Regions from separate parts of the Mus musculus genome. Here all the other regions are linked to region 1. A link is a contact called in public HiChIP or PLAC-seq data. All regions are on one chromosome and are shown on one strand. Each heading gives the region's core, a stretch centred on a gene start, on an enhancer-like site or on the middle of the called end of the contact. The rest is flanking DNA. Distances are from core to core; before and after follow the strand shown. Region 1 holds the start of Zfp316 (zinc finger protein 316). Region 2 has its middle 23 kb from the start of Actb. Region 3 has its middle 22 kb from the start of Fscn1.

The links. HiChIP or PLAC-seq counts read pairs in DNA pulled down with a chosen protein or histone mark.
Region 2: a contact with region 1 is called in an H3K4me3 HiChIP or PLAC-seq map of embryonic stem cells, with 4 times the contacts expected there. The contact joins the enhancer-like site here to the promoter of Zfp316 in region 1. A contact is called at or near these places in 2 of 39 promoter capture datasets (the 3T3-L1 cell line and stem cell-derived epiblast-like cells), 1 of 15 datasets of contacts at CTCF or cohesin (embryonic stem cells), 11 of 484 Hi-C or Micro-C datasets (the Ba/F3 cell line, brown adipocytes and embryonic stem cells), 8 of 115 datasets of contacts at active chromatin or transcription factors (bone marrow-derived macrophages, embryonic stem cells, extraembryonic endoderm stem cells and 2 more) and 2 of 9 other capture datasets (embryonic stem cells and pancreatic islet).
Region 3: an H3K27ac HiChIP or PLAC-seq map of microglia shows a contact between it and region 1, with 4 times the contacts expected there. The contact joins the enhancer-like site here to the promoter of Zfp316 in region 1. A contact is called at or near these places in 2 of 39 promoter capture datasets (embryonic stem cells and neural stem cells) and 3 of 115 datasets of contacts at active chromatin or transcription factors (bone marrow-derived macrophages, embryonic stem cells and microglia).

The regions. Positions count from the first base shown.
Region 1 is chr5:143,267,994-143,271,612 of GRCm38.p6, forward strand. It overlaps Zfp316 (zinc finger protein 316), which reads right to left and starts at 2,029. Exons shown (of 7, transcript NM_017467.3): 1 at 1,858-2,029.
Region 2 is chr5:142,927,553-142,931,171 of GRCm38.p6, forward strand. No RefSeq gene overlaps it. Among named protein-coding and RNA genes, the nearest start is that of Actb, 23 kb to the left of the region's middle. Within about 2 kb of position 1,694, at least 285 of the 459 cell types and tissues checked have an H3K27ac peak or open chromatin away from gene starts, as enhancers often do. A contact at or near this core is called in the Ba/F3 cell line, bone marrow-derived macrophages, brown adipocytes and 2 more, where this site is marked.
Region 3 is chr5:142,980,870-142,984,488 of GRCm38.p6, forward strand. No RefSeq gene overlaps it. Among named protein-coding and RNA genes, the nearest start is that of Fscn1, 22 kb to the left of the region's middle. Within about 2 kb of position 1,697, at least 26 of the 459 cell types and tissues checked have an H3K27ac peak or open chromatin away from gene starts, as enhancers often do. A contact at or near this core is called in microglia, where this site is marked.

The DNA of each region.
Region 1 (3,619 bases), core at 779-3,278:
CTAAACATGGGCAGCACCATCCCCTAGGCTGGGGCCCTGGTGTGAATGAGAAGGAGAGAGCAGGCTGAGCCCCAGCATCAGTCTCTCTGCGTGGCCTCCGTGTCTCTCCCACCGTGATGGGCTGTACCTTTCAACTGGGAGCCCAAGCAACTACTTCCTCCCTTGAGTTGCTTGTCAGGACAGAGCAAGAAGGGAAAAAGTGAAGGAAAAAAAAAAAGCCTATTAAAAGCCTCTAGCTGGGCGGTGGTGGCGCACTTGGGAGGCAGAGGCAGGAGGATTTCTGAGTTTGAGGCCAGCCTGGTCTACAGAGTGAGTTCCAGGACAGCCAGGGCTACACAGAGAAACCCTGTCTCGAAAAAAAAAAAAACAAAAAACAAAAAAAAAAAAAAAAAAACAAAAAAAGCCATGAGAAGACAGGGAGACAGGGCAGAAGCCAAGAAAAGCCTGATGCTCCAGGTGCTCTGACCCAAGATTCAGAACAGAAGCTCTGAAAACCAGTCTGACCAGGAGAAGGTCAGTTCATATTCTTGCAACTCAGGCCCTGGGGGTTCCCCTCCTCCTGGGATATTCTTAGCCCCACTCCTGCCAATCAGTCCCTAGAACGCCTTTCTGCTCCATTCTCCTTAACCTCTCATCCTGGATTCGAATGCAGTGTCAAGTTCACGGCTTCATCAGGCAAAAATCACTGTGTCACTTCAACACATCTTTCCACTCAAGTCCTGAGCCTAGGGCACAGCGCTGCAGACACTCAGAACGGGGTGCTGCACTGTCCATAGAAAGGAGTGTGCAGAGACACAATCGTAAAGGTTAAAAGTTAGGAACTCCAGAAAAGTCCCAAATCCAGGGGATCCACGTAAAGGATGTTTGCGTGGGGTCACGCTCGCGCATGCGCACTTGTGGCTAGTTACCTTCATTCCCGTTCACTAGCCCCACTGACTTAAGACCCTTTTTTGTCCAGAATGTCTTTCCCTGTTCACTACACTCCTCACCATCTGCCCAGTTTCCGGAGCCCCTATTCTCCAGGGTTGCTCCCTGGAGGTCATCCACGACCCCCCAGAGCAGGCTCCTCAACCAGGCCAGCTAGCCCCCTGGCCCAGCCAGTAGCGACAGAACCAAAACAAAATGCCAATGCCACCCACCCAGGCTGAGCAGGTGGGCTGATCCTCGCTGATACCTGCACCTCCTCCCTCCCTTCTTGTGTCCACATAATGCACCCTAGATTCTGCCAACGCGTTCCACCACCCATCTCGGGGGCAACAGATTTAGCAGAGAGAGAGAGCAGTCCAGCCAGCCTCCATTTACAGATGAAGCAGGCTAGGCCACGGCCCCTCAATGTCACAAAGCTGGCTGTAGGGCTCCAGGACAAGGTCTTTCCCTTTTCTTCCTCTCTCTGGGGGATGGGGGGAGGGTACCTAGCTTCCACTTCGCGCTAGGGCGGGAGTAATGACAGCCCTCCTTGGAAGGTGTCTCTCTAGGGGGCGGGGGCGGCTCCGGCCCAGCTCCCGCCCCTAAGCTGGAGAAGGCGGCGCTAGCACCCTGCAAAGGTGCAGTGCACGACGTCCCCGGCCCGCCCCCTCCCACGCTGGAGTCTGTACCCCTCTAGGGTGTTAAGCCATCCCTGACGTGCCGCGCAGGCCCAGGTCGGTATTGGGGGGATCTAGGGGCCTGGAAGATCTAGCTCGTGCAGCTGCAACTCCGACCCCACCAAGGACGGGCCCTGCAGTCCCGCGATCTCCCCACGGACACCGGAGGCCTCCAGCTCTCGAGCATCCATGACGGCCAGCCTTGCCGCCGCCACCGCCCCCAGCGCGCGCGTCCCGCCCGCGCGCACCTGCCGCATCCGCGCGCCCCACTCACCGCGCGCGCGCCCGGGCCCGGCCAAGCCGGAGCGAGACACGGACTCGTGGGGGGTGGGGGGCTGTGACCACCGGGGACTCCCCCCCGCACTACACAAAGTGACGGCCGCGAGCTGCGCGACGGCGGAGGAGGCGGCGGCGCGTGGGCACCGGAAGTGCCGCCCGCCGGCCCCGCCTTGTCCGCGCCCACGAGGGGGGCACTTCCGGTCATGGGGCGTCCCGGAGCTCTGGATGTAGACAGGGTGCTGCTGCGTCGCACCCCCATATGCATGGAGGATGGTTATAGCTACCCACAATGAGCACCCCCTGCTTATTACCTGCTCCTCTATGTTTCAAGGGACCCCTGCCCACGACGTCCAGCCCCAGCGAGCATCTCTTCTCGCCAGACGACAGCCTAAGTCTACCTTTGCCCGTGCCAGGACGTGTCGGGAGCCCGTCCTCCTGTCCACCGGACCCTCCCTGGATCTCCTGATGGTGGAGAAGGGTAGTGACCCCCAATGGGTATTCAGGCAGCGCTTGTCTGACCCTGACATGGGCAAGGGTGTGGCTGGGAGATTGATCCATTCTGGCTTTACTTGTGTGTGCAGGGTGTGGCAGACAGAGGGGCAGCCTATTCAAGGCGTGAGGGGGGTACTGTGGACTATAACAGTCAAATGCATGAAAGACTGGAGATTGAGGCCAGACTGGATTTATGTTCTTCAACTCCCTAATCTGTCATCCCCAGGCCTGGCAAGAATATTGGGAAATAGCCTTGCATGGCTTTAGACAGGTCGAACCTTGACAGTCCATTGATATATTCACGACTACTCAGGGCAGTGCTCTGTAGCTCCAAAGAGCCATCCATATTATGAAGTCCCTGGACCCCAAGCCTGCTGGCCACCTATGCCTGGAGTAAATGCCCTAGGTACCTATAGAGACCAACCCTGGACATGACCCTGGGGAGACCAGAGTTCTAGCCTCTGCCCTCTCTCCCCTCTTCCTTGGCCTCCCCTCCCTTATATTGAAAAGTCTTTGTGACACTCTTGTGCTTTTCTTGGTAGACCATGTAGACTGGATGCTTTAGGAGTCATAGCCTTTCTCATCTTAGGCGAGCCCTAACCCCTAACTGTGGGTTCTCTAGGGACCAGAAACACTCTTCTTTCCTGCCTACACACATTTAGGCACACATAGAAGGAAGCTGCTTGTCTCTCGGTTTTACTAGGATGTGTGTTCACATGTGTGCACATGAGCTATCTCCGTGATGACATTCTTACGCACCCTGGGTTTTCACACAGATGGGTTACCTACCAAATCACCTGCCTCTCTGCAGGATCCCTGGCAGGCTAGAAACCCAGGGAAGGGAAGGGGAGCCAACCTTTCCCTCTGGGAAACCCGAAGGAGGTGATGAATGTGTGTACCTGCCATGTTCCATGCATGTGCGTGTTCCTGCCATGTTCCATGCATACATGCATTCCTGCCATGTTCCACGCATGCACGTGTTCCTGCCCTGTTCCATGCATGCATGTGTTCCTGCCATGTTCCATGCATGCATGTGTTCCTGCCATGTTCCATGAATGCACGTGTTCCTGCCATGTTCCATGCATGCACGTGTTCCTGCCATGTTCCATGCATGCACGTGTTCCTGCCGTGTTCCATGCTGTGCTCCCTTCCCATGTTCTTGGGCCCTGTTGTCAAGTGAGCAGCTGGGAAAATGGAGAAACAGATTTTCAAATGGAGTCCATATGTCTCAAGTATCATGCAGCCAGACACAGTGGTGCAAGCTT
Region 2 (3,619 bases), core at 444-2,943, 340 kb before region 1:
GGGATGCTTCCTGCCAAGGCTCAAACTCCAAGTCTCCTCTGAGAAGCCTACTCCTCCAGGACCATAGACACAGCGAGGCCAGGATCAAAACTTGGAAGCTCATCACACAAAGTTCCAGTGTGGCCTGATGGTGCCCCTGTACTAGCTACTTGGAAGGGCAAAGCTGGAGCCGGTCATGAGTTCTAGGACAGTCTGGTCAATTTAGCAGCGTGCCTCCATTCCACTTCGCCCCCCGCCCCACAAAAAGTAAAGAGGGTTGGAGGGCGGGGAACATAGCTCCCACAGAAGAGCACTGGTCAAGCAGGCATGAGATGTGGGACTCAGACCCTCAGCGCAGGGTAGCGTAAACCGGATATGACGATACCTGTCAGTAATGCCAGCATTTGGAAGGTGAAGGCAGAAGGACCAGAAATTAGTGGTCATCCTTGCCTCCATAGGGAGGCAGAGGGAAGCCTGGGCTATGTGAAACCCAATCTCAAAAACAAATGACTGATAGGGGCTGGAGAGGTGGCTCAGTGGTTAGGAGCACTTGCTGATCTCACAGGGGTCCTGTGTTTGACTCCCAGCACCCATGTCTGGTGGCTCCCAACTGCCTGTGACTCTAATTCCAGGGGATCCTATATGTCTGGCTCCCATGGGCACCAACAGTTACATGCACATACCCACCTACAAACACACACTCATACACATAGTCAAACAAAATGAATTGCCAGATGTGCACCACCACTCCATGCCACACACCTTTGCTATAGATGTCTGTGAGTTCTAGGCCAGCCAGGTCTACACAATGAGACCCTATATCACTCCAAAACCACTAAATAAATAAATCAATAAATCTTAGCTAGGAGTGTGTGTGGCACAGGGCTTTAATCCCAGCACTCAGGGAGACAGAGGCAAACAGATCTCTGTGATTTCAAAGCTAGCCAAGAATATACAGTGAGACTTTGTCTAATATAATAATAATAATAATAATAATAATAAAGAGAATGCCATGCAAATAGCTGTTGTTGGTTATTGTTGGTTTTTTTGGTTTTGAGAGAGTTTCAGTAGGTAGCCCTGGTTGTCCTGGAACTCACTATGACCAGGCTGGCTTCGAACTCACAGAGATCTGCCTGCCAATGCCTCTCCAGTTGCTGGAAGGTCAGTGTCACCATGCCAGGCCATAAATACAATTTTTTTTATTACGTATCTTCATCAATGACATTTCCAATGCTATCCCAAAAGTCCCCCATAAATACAATTTTTAAAAAAGAAGAAAAGAAAAAGCAAGGCTGTGGCTACAGCCTGGTGGAATGTTCTAGGCCCTAGGTTCAATTCTCTAAAGAAGCTCTGTCCTGCCTCCCTCCCCACCCGCCTTGGGAATGTCAGTCATCCAACCAGGCCAAGGGGCTGGAGAGCTGGGGCCCTTGGCTGTCCTTTGGCCTCAAGTACTATGCAGGACCCTGAGCCGCTCTCCATCTAAGCTCAGAGCCTCAGTTTCCATTTCTGTACTTCAAGGAGGGAGGGGCCTGGCCTGCAGATGGGGAGAGCGGTGCACAGCTGGGTTTGTAGTGGGAACTGGGGTTTGGCAGGGTTGGGGGGCTGGGGTGTCCCCTCCCTCTGATCCCCGCCCGCGGCCGCTGCCCACGAGTCGTCCATAAAAGGCAAGGAGCGCAAGTCGCGCCAAACTTAGTCATGCGGCGGCGGCCGGCGGCTGCCCGCGCGACTTCCTCCGCCGACTTCCCGTTTCGAGAGCGAAGCCCGCAGGGGATGTGAGGTGTGGTCCTGCCTTTCGAAATGGCTCCGATTCCCCTAAGGGGATCCGCGGTGCCGGCGCCCTGCAGAGGGGACCGCTAAGGGTCCGCGGGCACACACCCGGGCTTGTGTTTGAGAAAGTGGGGATGGGGTGGGGGTTGGGTGAAGGCAGGGAATCTCAGATAGCCCAGGCTAGCCTGCCTTAGCCTCGGAGTGCTGGAATCTCAAGAGTAAGCCATTACTTTGGGCTTAGGAATGCATGAAGGGCTTCCAGAAGGCACAGCTGTTACCCTGGAGCTGGGAGGGAGCTTGGATAAAGAGGTTAGGAGAGCATTGTTTGTTGGTGTTGGAGCAAGTACCTCATCCGTGCTAGCCCAGTGCTCCCCCTCTGAATGTTCTAGACTGTATTTCTTTGAAATAAGATCTTGTGTAGGTCGTCAGGCTGGCCTTGAACCCTTTCTTTCTTGTTTTTTTTTTTTTTTTTTTTTTGAGACGGGGTTTCACTATGTAGCTTTGGCTGGTTTAGAACTCACTCTGTAAACCAGGCTGGCTTCAAACTCAGAAATCTACCTGCTTCTGGAGCGCTGGCATAAACAGTATACAGCTGGGCCTTGAAGTCATTCTGCAGTCTCCACCTTCCAAGAGCCACATAAACCAGGCAGGCCTCTGGCTGCCTCTGCCTCCCGAGTACTGGAATTAAAGCTCTGCCCCATAATGCATGACTTATTTTATTATTTTCTTAACCATTTATATTGAGACAGGATTTCAATATGTTGCCCAGGCTGGCCCGAACCTGTTCTGTATCCAGGTAGGCACTGACCTGTTTGGATTTTTGGATTTTTAAAAAAAATATTCGGGCTGGTGAGATGGCTCAGTTGGTAAGAGTACCCGACTGCTCTTCCAAAGGTCCAGAGTTCAAATCCCAGCAACCACATGGTGGCTCACAACCATCTGTAACGAGATCTGACACCCTCTTCTGGAGTGTCTGAAGACAGCTACAGTGTACTTTACATATAATAAATAAATAAATCTTTTAAAAAAAAATATTAATTTTTAATGGGCATGGGTGTTTTTGTCTATATGAGTGTCTGTGTACCAGGTGCAGACGGTGCCTTCGAGGCCAGAAGAAGGCACTCGAGCTGGAGCTACAGACAGTTGTGAGCCACCATGGGGATGCTGGGAATTGAATGCTGTCAGTGCTTTTAGCTGGGGAAGAAACAGTTGGTCTGTGGGCACCATGCTTGTATTCCTTCAGATCTGTACTTTTCCATAGATTGGAAATGTCTTACCTGGTGTGGCGGGCAATGCAGGTCTATAATCTTAGCACTAGGGAGGCAGAGGGGCAGGAGGATCAAGAGTTCAAAGCCCATCATACCAAGTTCCAAGCCAGCCAAGGCAACAATGAGACCTTGCCTCAAGAAAAGATACTTTCTAGAAACAAAGAGACAAAATGGCTGTCCCGAACTGAGTGAGCTACCTCTTCCCCTGTTTCTTCTAGGCTATAAGACACTAATCTCTCTAGAGCAGTGGTTCTCAACCTTCCTAACGCTGTGACCTTTTAATGTAGTCCCTCATGTGGTGGTGACCCCCCAACCATAAAGTTATTTGGTTGCTACTTCATAACTGTAGTTTTGCTACTGTTACAAATTGTAACATATAAAGATCTGATATGTGGCCCACAGGTTGAAACACCCCCCACCCCCCCACCCCCGTCCCCCGAACTAGGGGTTGTTATGAAACTATGACACACAGGCTGAGGCATGAGTCCCACGTACACAGTAGGTGCTCAACAAAGGAGTCTGCTGTATTGAGCGTCCTTTGTCTCAGCCTCTCTGGGAGATGGGAAGACTAAGGTGGGAGGGATCCGCTCACTGTGGCTAGTTCA
Region 3 (3,619 bases), core at 447-2,946, 290 kb before region 1:
CAGCCTATGAGCAGGACCTTTAAAGAGGTGAAGAGAAGCCAGGCCTGGTGATGTAGGCCTGCAATAAAGAAAGAGGTGAGGGGGCTGGCGAGATGGCTCAGCGGGTAAGAGCACTGACTGCTCTTCCAAAGGTCTTGAGTTCAAATCCCAGCAACCACATGGTGGCTCACAACCATCCGTAATGAGATCTGACGCCCTCTTCTGGTGTGTCCGAAGACAGCTACAGTGTACTTACATATAATAAATAAATAAATCTTAAAAAAAAAAGAAAGAAAGAAAGAAAGAAAGAGAGAGAGAAAGAAAGAAAGAGGTGAGGGCTGGGTGTGGTGGCGCACACCTTTAATCCCAGCACTTGGGAGGCAGAGGCAGGTGGATCTCTGTGAGTCTGAGGCCAGCTTGGTCTACAGAGTGAGTTCCAGGACAGCCAGGGCTACACAGAGAAACCCTGTCTTGAAAGAAAGAAAGAAAGAAAGAAAGAAAGAAAGAAAGAAAGAAAGAAAGAAAGAAAGAAAGAAAGAAAGAAAGGAAGGAAGGAAGGAAGGAAGAGGTGAATAGGATAAAATGAGGTCCAATAGGTTGGGGGCATGGCTCAGTGTTAGAGGGCTTGCCTAGCAAGTGAGAGGCCTGGGTTCAACCTCTGGCACTGAAGAGGGATGGTAGGTAGGTAGGTAGGTAGGTAGGTAGGTATCTAGATAGATAGATGATAAATAGGTAGATGGATGGTAGATATATAGATAATAGATGTGGGATAGATAGATGATAGAGATATACATAGATGATAGATTATAGATAGATAGATAGATAGATAGATAGATAGATAGATAGATAGATAGACAGACAAATGGTAGGTATATAGATGATAGAAAGATGAGGGATAAATAGATGGTAGATAAGTAGATGATAGTAGGTAGATGAGAGGGAGAGAGAGAGAGAGCGAGAGAGAGCGAGAAAGGATATAATAAGGTCATTAGGCTAATTTGATCCAAAGACAGATTGGGGTTCTTATAAGACAAGTGATCAAGCAGGCCAGATATGGGGGGAACTGATCTGTAATTCTAGCACCTGGGGTGGGAGATGGAGGCAGGAGGAAGGGGAGGTCGAGGGTATCCGCAGATACTTAGTGAGTTTGAGGCTATCCCCAGCCACGTGAGACTCTGGCAAATCCTTCCGCACTAACAACAAAAATTCTGAAAGGCAAACCTCCCTTAACTCATAAAGCATGAATTGGGGCGTATGCGGGCCTTCAGAGCCATGTGGTGTGTTTGGGAACAGACGACAGGAAACACTGTTGAGAGGACTCAGACCCAGAGAGGAAGGGACAGCAGAGTCACCATGTGGACAGGCGTTGGGGCTTGCTGGGCCGCTCACAGGAAGCAGCGCACACCAGAGCCATCCGCCTAGGAGCTGGGCCACAGTTTCCTGCAGAGTGGGCCCTGACACACCCGGCCAAAGCAAGCACTGGCCTGTGGACAGAAAGCAGACACAGGACGGAGCCCGTTCCGGGGTCAGCTCACTGTACTTGAAGATGTGAGCCCAAAGAAGTGGGGGGTGCCACGGCGTCTTTTGCAGATGTTACTATGCCAGTTGGTGTTAGACACTTAGATATATTTTTAAGAAGAGCAGTCGGTACTCTTAACTACTGAACCATCTCTCCAGCCCCACAATGACATTCTTCAAAGAGCAGAGCTTAGAGGCACAGGCACTTGTCACCAAGCAGCAACATGAGTCAGATCCCTGAAAATCCACAGGCAGAAGGAGAGAGCTGACTCCTGTCCGTTGACCTTCATGTGAATACAGTGGTGTGTGGTGGTGTGTGTGTGTGTGTGTGTGTGTGTGTGTGTGTGTGTGCATTTATGCCATGTGTGTCAAGAGTGTGAGGAGGACCCAAGAGAGTTCCTAGACTTAAAGCTGGTTATGAACCGTCTGACTTGAGTACTGGGAACTGAACCTGGGCCCTCTGAAAGTGTAGCAAATGTCTTAATGTCTGAGCCATCTCTCTAGCCTCTGAAATATGCTTTTAATTGAACACCTCTCTCTCTCTCTCTCTCTCTCTCTCTCTCTCTCTCTCTCTCTCTCTCTCTCACACACACACACACACACACACACACACACACACACTGCCCCACAGACACACATAAAATTTTAAAGTTTTTTTTTTCAGCCGGGGGGGGGGGTGTGTGTGTGTGTCACTTTTCAAGACAGGGTTTCTCTGTTCTGTGTAGCCCTGGCTGTCCTAGAACTCGCTCTGTAGACCAGGCCAGGCTCAGTCTCACAGGTTCTGAGATTAAAGTCTTGCTCCAACAACACCCACTAAAAGACCTTTTTAAACTAACTGTAACCCAGCACTCAGAAGGCAGAGTCAGGAGCATCACAAAGCCAAAAGCCTCCTGAACTCCACCATGAAGCCATCTCTCACTAGCCCAAGGGCTTTGGGCAGAGCCCCACAGCAGGGCATGCATCTAAGCGCGCCCACGGCTCTAACTGGCATCTCAGCACTTCAGGAATGCAAGCGTGAACAGAGCTGCCTTGTCATCGGGCCATTGCACTCTGGAGAACAGAGCGTGTTTTGCGCGCTCTCTCTCTCTCTCCTCCCTCTCCCTCTCCCTCTCCCTCTCCCTCTCCCTCTCCCTCTCCCCCTCCCCCTCCCCCCCTCTCTGTGTTGGTGAGGGAGAGGATAAGGCCTCCCTGTCTTCAGTGCTGAGACTCTGGATCTATAAAGCAGCACCCGGCTCTCTACACGGCTTTTAGGGGTTGAACTCAGGTTGTTAAAACTTGCATGGTTAGCACAGGCGAGCTATCTCAGCCTCTGCTTGAGACTGGGTCTCACAGTGTAGGGTTGGCTCACCTGTCACTTTCTGTGTAGATCAGGTTGGCCACAAACCTTTGGTAATCTTCCTGCCTCTGCCTCGGGAGTTCTGCCGGTATTATAGGCATGTACCACTATACCCAGCTTAATTTTTTTTTTCAAGAGTTTCTCTATGTAGGTTTGACTTTCTTTGCTTTGTAGTCCAGGCTGGCCTCAAACTCAGGGCGTGGAATCTCCCAGTGATGGGCTGGGGTGTGGCTCAGTGGTAGAGCCCCTGCCTAGAATCCCCCAGTGAGGGGCTGGGGCGTGGCTCAGTGGTGGAGCTCCTGCCTAGAATCTTCCAGTGAGGGGCTTGGGGCGTGGCTCAGTGGTAGAGCCCCTGCCGAGAATCCCCCAGTGAGGGGCTGGGGCGTGGCTCAGTGGTAGAGCCCCTCCCTAGAATCCCCCAGGGAGGGGCTGGGGTGTGGCTCAGTGGTAGAGCCCCTGCCTAGAATCCCCCAGTGAGGGGCTGGGGCGTGGCTCAGTGGTAGAGCCCCTGCCTAGAATCTAGTGATAGAGGATCTGCCTGCCTCTGCCTCTGTAGTTCTGGGACTTAAATGCATGTACCCCCTTAGCTGGCTACTTTTTAAGGAAGTATGATAGTATTCACCACAATGGCTGTCCCATCTTACAGTCCATGGCTTGACAGTTCCGATTTTGTTTGTTCACACATGGGCTAGCATGCACCCCATAGCTGGGCGCCTGAGTTGTCACCTAACGAATATTCATTTTCCTTATCTGCACAGACAGGCCTCACTGTGTCTTCAGCTCACA